Regions from separate parts of the Mus musculus genome. Here region 1 is linked to region 2. A link is a contact called in public Hi-C data. All regions are on one chromosome and are shown on one strand. Each heading gives the region's core, a stretch centred on a gene start, on an enhancer-like site or on the middle of the called end of the contact. The rest is flanking DNA. Distances are from core to core; before and after follow the strand shown. Region 1 holds the start of Nipal3 (NIPA-like domain containing 3). Region 2 overlaps Clic4 (chloride intracellular channel 4 (mitochondrial)).

The links. A called contact is a pair of places that touch in the nucleus more often than the background predicts.
Region 1: a Hi-C map of erythroblasts shows a contact between it and region 2, with 3 times the contacts expected there. The contact joins the promoter of Nipal3 here to the enhancer-like site in region 2. A contact is called at or near these places in 2 of 39 promoter capture datasets (pre-B cells and stem cell-derived epiblast-like cells), 1 of 484 Hi-C or Micro-C datasets (erythroblasts), 3 of 115 datasets of contacts at active chromatin or transcription factors (effector CD8 T cells, memory CD8 T cells and pancreatic cancer cells) and 1 of 9 other capture datasets (liver).

Annotation. Positions count from the first base shown.
Region 1 is chr4:135,493,226-135,495,925 of GRCm38.p6, reverse strand. Nipal3 (NIPA-like domain containing 3) reads left to right here and starts at 1,348. Exons shown (of 12, transcript NM_028995.4): 1 at 1,348-1,496. It also overlaps a transcript of Stpg1 not described here.
Region 2 is chr4:135,237,866-135,240,565 of GRCm38.p6, reverse strand. It overlaps Clic4 (chloride intracellular channel 4 (mitochondrial)), which reads left to right. Exons shown (of 6, transcript NM_013885.2): 2 at 1,595-1,704. Among named protein-coding and RNA genes, the nearest start is that of Clic4, 34 kb to the left of the region's middle. Within about 2 kb of position 1,260, at least 57 of the 459 cell types and tissues checked have an H3K27ac peak or open chromatin away from gene starts, as enhancers often do. A contact at or near this core is called in erythroblasts, liver and memory CD8 T cells, where this site is marked.

The DNA of each region.
Region 1 (2,700 bases), core at 99-2,598, 260 kb before region 2:
GGCGGCAGGCAACTGGCTAACTAGCCAGGGGTGTCCTCTGTGTCTTTAATGTGAAAAGCTGTTGACCAATCGTTGGAGACGTTTCAAAAACCAACAAAAAAAGCTACCAGAATTTTGGGGTTCGGATTGACAATGCTAAGGAGAACCTGTTAGGCAGGGAACTAACTATTAGGGTTTTTGTTTCTGGGGTTCAGTTCCCTTTTCTTGTTTGTTTGTTTGTTTGATTGTTTCGGTTTTGTTTGGTTGTTGGGTTTGTTTGGTTTGTTGTTTTTGTGACTCATCGAAGGAATAAACCCAAGTGTTCCTACCCATCCATCCACACCCTGAGTGTGAGAGCAGAAAGGTCGATGACATAATTCCCCAAGGGCAACCGTGCAGTATTCCAAGAGCCCCTTACCCGTTTCACCGCAGCCACAGTGCCTAGCCACAGCCCGGCTTAAACCCACCAGCGTCTTCTTTAAAATTATGGGATAGTCCCCTGTTAGAAACTGTCTCCCGCTTGTTCCTCAGATCACATCTCCTGCCACCCACGCCTCAAGAAAAAAAAAAAAAATCTCGCACCGACCCAGTTGGTCTTTGGGCATCTCCCATAATACAATATGGCAGCTCCATCCTCTCTTAAACTCTCCCTCCCAGTTCTACCGCGTTTCCATCGCTGAGGTCTCCCCAATGTCATTTCCTCGTAAAACCTGTGTGATCTCAACATCTCCCCCAGAGGTTGCTGTGCGGCTCTGGACTGAACGGCGCGTGCTGAAAAATGAGCGCGCTGGAAGCTCCACGCGCAGGTTCATGCTCACAGCCGAACCCCTGGGAAACAGCAGCGGGCGGGGGAGGGGTGCGGGGGGGGGGACGGGACTACTAGGATGATTGACAGCCTACCGGGGCTGCTGAGCTGCAGGCGTACCGGGAAATTAAGGACGCAATACAGCCAACAGGTGGGACGCAGGCGCAGGAAAGAAGGGGTACGCACGGTCCCCGAGACGTGTCAGGGCTCTGCTGGGTTTCGATACTGGAGCTACCTGATGGAAGCAGCAGGGGCGCCGCCCGGGACGGTCGGTGGCAGTTAGCGCAGACTGCGGGGGGACACCAGGCGGGCTGCTTAAGCCCAGCCTACTTGTCCGGCAGGTGGAGGTGAGCAGCCATAACTTGGGGACCAAAGCAGCCCGGACTTCTTCCTTTGGCCGCTAGAGGGGACTCCTCCAGGTGAGTGTCAGGTCGCCCCTACGCTTCAAGCGAGCTTGGCGACGCAGCCAATTATTTCAGGATGTCCCGCCCATCCCCTCCCGACAACCACTCGCCTGCGCAGAGGCTTCGCCAGCTTGGGACTGGCAGGCAGTGTAACAAATCAAGTCTCCACCTTTGAAAGCAAAACACTGCAGCCCCTTGGAAACTCGGAGCTGGGAAGGGATCCAAGAGGCTGTACCTAGGGGTGGCACGGAGTGTCCGAGTCGCTTCTCCGGAACCTGGGATAGGTGGATCTAGAAGGAACGTCCCGGGTGAGTCACGGTCATGACTGAGGGAAGGGGTACTTGAAATCAGGCTTGCTGTTTTGATCCCCTAGTATAAATATAGTCTCCCTTGTTGTTGCCAGCCTTGTCAGTTTGGGTTCTGTTGCCTCCGATTTTTTTTTTTTTTTTTTTTTTTTGTCTCTTCCATATTTTCAAGGAGGGTGGGCACGGGTTTGCCTTAATGAAGGAGATGCTGGGCGTTACCAGATGAGGAAGTGGAAGGCCAGTACTGCCGGCTCCAGCGTGCAGGAAATAGCCGGTGCGACTGGCAGGTGGATGGAGGGAGCTCTGTGCTTGGTACTGAAACAGAGGTGTGTCTCTCCGAGAATGTCACCCCTCAGTGCTCAAAAGCCCCGGGAAAGAAAAGCTTGGCATGAAACCGACGTTCTTTGGTCAAACTGAATCGTCAGGTGGTGACAAGACCTCCATGCACGCACGCGGGGGGGCGCGCGCGGACACACACACACACCCTTGTTTTTAGTTACAGCCAATTTCATGGCCGCGAGGCTGTTATGCTCGCTGGAAGACTTGCTCGGTGGGGTTAACGGAGTTATTCATTTAGATGAGGCCGGGGGATTCGAGTGGAAGCAAGCACTTTGTGAATTCTCTTGGGTCAGTGACCATAAACTGTGACTGTGATTGTCAACACTGGCTTGGCTGTGTGCCTCTTGGACATATGTCAGCCTTGGACCAACAATAAACCATCACCAGGCCAAAGTGTGAGCCTTATAAGGGAATGCAACTTACAGAGTCCACGGAGGCTTTGGGGTGATGCTACACGGCAGTTCAAGGAGAATCTTCCTCCCTCTGTCTTTGGGTATTCAGAGCTCTGGGGGTTCCCTGGGTAGAGAGGGGAGTTGAAGCTACTGTTTAAAAGCCAGTGACTCAACACACACACACACACACACACACACAGAGGGGTGCGGTGGGGGGAGACAACCTGCTGTCCTCCCTAGCTGGTTCCCAAGGCCTGTTTGCATTTTCTGACATCCTGTGGGTGGGGCTGGGTATATCTGTTTGTGGCCATGGGTTCTGAGTAAGGCATTCTTTTTTTAAACCACAGTGTATCATGGGCATTACATTTGGTCGAGTGGGCATCTATGCAAGTTACCTTGCCAGGCTCTGAGCTAGGTTTCCAGGAACAGCAGAGGACCTGACAGGTGCCTTCAATCCAGGGCCCCCTCAACTCCAG
Region 2 (2,700 bases), core at 11-2,510:
CCGTGTGTGTGTGTGTGTGTGTGTGTGTGTGTGTGTGTAAGTAAACAAGCAGGGGACTTCCATATTTCCTGTTTCCCTTTTTGCTGTGGTAAGACCAAACCCCCAAAGATGCAGATGAACCAGGCTGAGAAAGCAGCGCTCTTGGCTGCCATTGTGAATGGCCACCTCTGTGGAGGACTGGCTGAAGTGATCAGAATGAAGATGAGCTGGAGTGTCTTTCTCCTAAGACAGGGTGGGATGGCTCAGGCTGGCCTCCAACCTGCTCTGTAGTAAAAGACGACTTTGAACTCCTGATCCTCCTGCCTCTGCCTCTCAAGTGCCGGGATTGCAGGTGTGTGACACCACACCTGTCTCCCCATCTCCCTTTGAATCTTGGGGCATGTTTGATAAAATTAAAGATTTGTCTGGCTTGAACTTCAGAAGGCTGCTCGTCCATCATTGTGCTCAGGGCAGTAAACTGCTTCATTTAAACAGGATTTCAAAAATGCTTATACAAGTGTCTGGTTATTTTCTTGCTCCATGAAATAACATGGGTGTAGGGTTTTGTTTTTGGTTTTTTTTTTTTTTTTTTTTCAGACAAGATTTCTCTTTGTAGCCCCCGCTGTCCTGGAACTCACTGTAGACCAGGCTGGCCTCGAACTCAGAAATCCGCCTGCCTCTGCCTCCCAAGAGCTGGGATTAAAGGCATGTGCCACCACCACCAGACTCTACCACCTTTGATTATGGTGATCGGCAATTATTTAACTCTTTGAAGACAGACATTATACATTTCCTTGTTTCATGTTGCCTTATAAAAAATGCTGTTTCCAGGCAGTGGTGGTGCATACCTTTAATCTCAACACTTGGACAAACAAGGCAGTCTGACGGAACCTACACCAAGGACTTAATTGGAGGCCAGCTTGGTCAACAGAGCAAGTTCCAGGACAGCCAGGGCTACTCAGTGTATGTGTCCTTGGGTATGATGCGCTTCTCAACATAGCAGCCTTTAGTTAATTTTCTATTGCTGTGATAAAAACCATGACCACGGCAACTCCTAGAAGGACCGGTAAATAAGCCCTTTAAGGGCTCTAGAGGAATAGGAGTTATCACTACCACAGTGGGGAAATGTGACAGTGGGCACCAGGCTTGGCTGCTGGAGCAGCCATTGAGAGAGAGCTCACATCTCAAACTATAAATAAACCATGGCTTATAGCCTACCCCCAGTGACATACTTCCTCCACCAAGGCCACCCCTCCTAATCATTTCCAAACAGCGCCACAAGCTGTTTTCAAGTGTTCAAATGACAGAAACAACAGGGGGGCATCTTCATCAGACCATCACACATCTCTTAGCCAAGTGTGGCTTTTCAAGATAAGTAAAATGAAATTTTCACCACACTGGTACATCCCCGTTTTAAGTAGTCATTAGCCAGCTGTTGCTGCTGGCTGCCACATTGGAAAGTTGCAGTAGAGAGGCACAGGAAAGCCCATTATCACTACACCCTGCATGTGCCCCCTCCTTGTCGCTCCTAATATTCTGGTTGGAATTCATCGGCAGCTCTGCTGCTTGCGTGTCATCGTTTTGACCTTGTCTTTAATGTTTGCTCTGCCTCCAGGCCGGAAGTGATGGTGAAAGCATTGGAAACTGCCCCTTTTCACAGAGGCTCTTCATGATCCTTTGGCTCAAAGGAGTCGTGTTCAGTGTCACAACCGTTGACCTGAAAAGGTAAGGCTTGCCTGTGCTGTGAAGTCGGCTCTCGAGTGTGCAGTTTACCATCAGCATGGATCCTTTCCTGCCCTCTGCTTTGATTGCACATGAAGGACACAGAAGTTACTCAGGTTTTCTGTTTAAGATTTAACTTGTATAAACATTCGGGTCGATTTACAGTGTCACCCCGAGTCCTAGTTTTTCTCTTGGTGTGTTTGCTACCCGTGGCTGCATGTGGGTGAATCTCCCTTGGAACCTGGTTACCTTAAACCTCTGAGGAGCCCTGAAGGCCAAGGTTTAGTGTACAAGCAGTGAAACCCTTGAGTTTCTCAGCGTAAACACAAGCCACCAAGAGCTCTGCCTTCTGGCTGACAAAGTCTGCTAATTGTGAATGGTAGCATCTGGATCTCTGTGGGGGCTTTGAGGGGGTGGCACAGCTTAGGATTAGAGCCCCCTCCCAGCTAGCACACACATGGGGTCCAATTGCAGTTTGAGGTAGGGAAGGCAAGAATAGGAGTTTTAGAGAGCTGAATAATGTGGTCTGTTTCATTTAGCCTAGTTTTTAGGTAATAGTATATTTTCTGTGATATTACAGCACTTCTGGTATAAAATAAGAGCAGTCTTGCTAGTTGAAGATGTGTGTCTAGGTTTCTCTCTAGAGGCCAGATTAAGGGAGGCCAAGAAGAGTTCTGATAAGTAGGATGCCCCTCATTCCCTCAGGAACTTGTCCCCCGGTCCTCCCCCCCACCCCCATATTTTTGAAGAACACTTCTGTTCCCATCGTCCCCAAAGACAGAGAGCAGGAGCTCTCTAGCCAGTCAGCCTGGCTAAACCGTGGAGCTCCGGGTTCAGAACGAGAGCCTGTCCCGGGCTGGAGAGTTGGACTTCCAGAGGACCAGGTTTAATTCCTAGCATCTTCATGGCAGCTCACAACCATTTGTAACTCTAGTTCCAGGTGATCAGACACCCTCTTCTGGCCTCTGGGGGCACCAAACATGCAACATGCAAATGGTA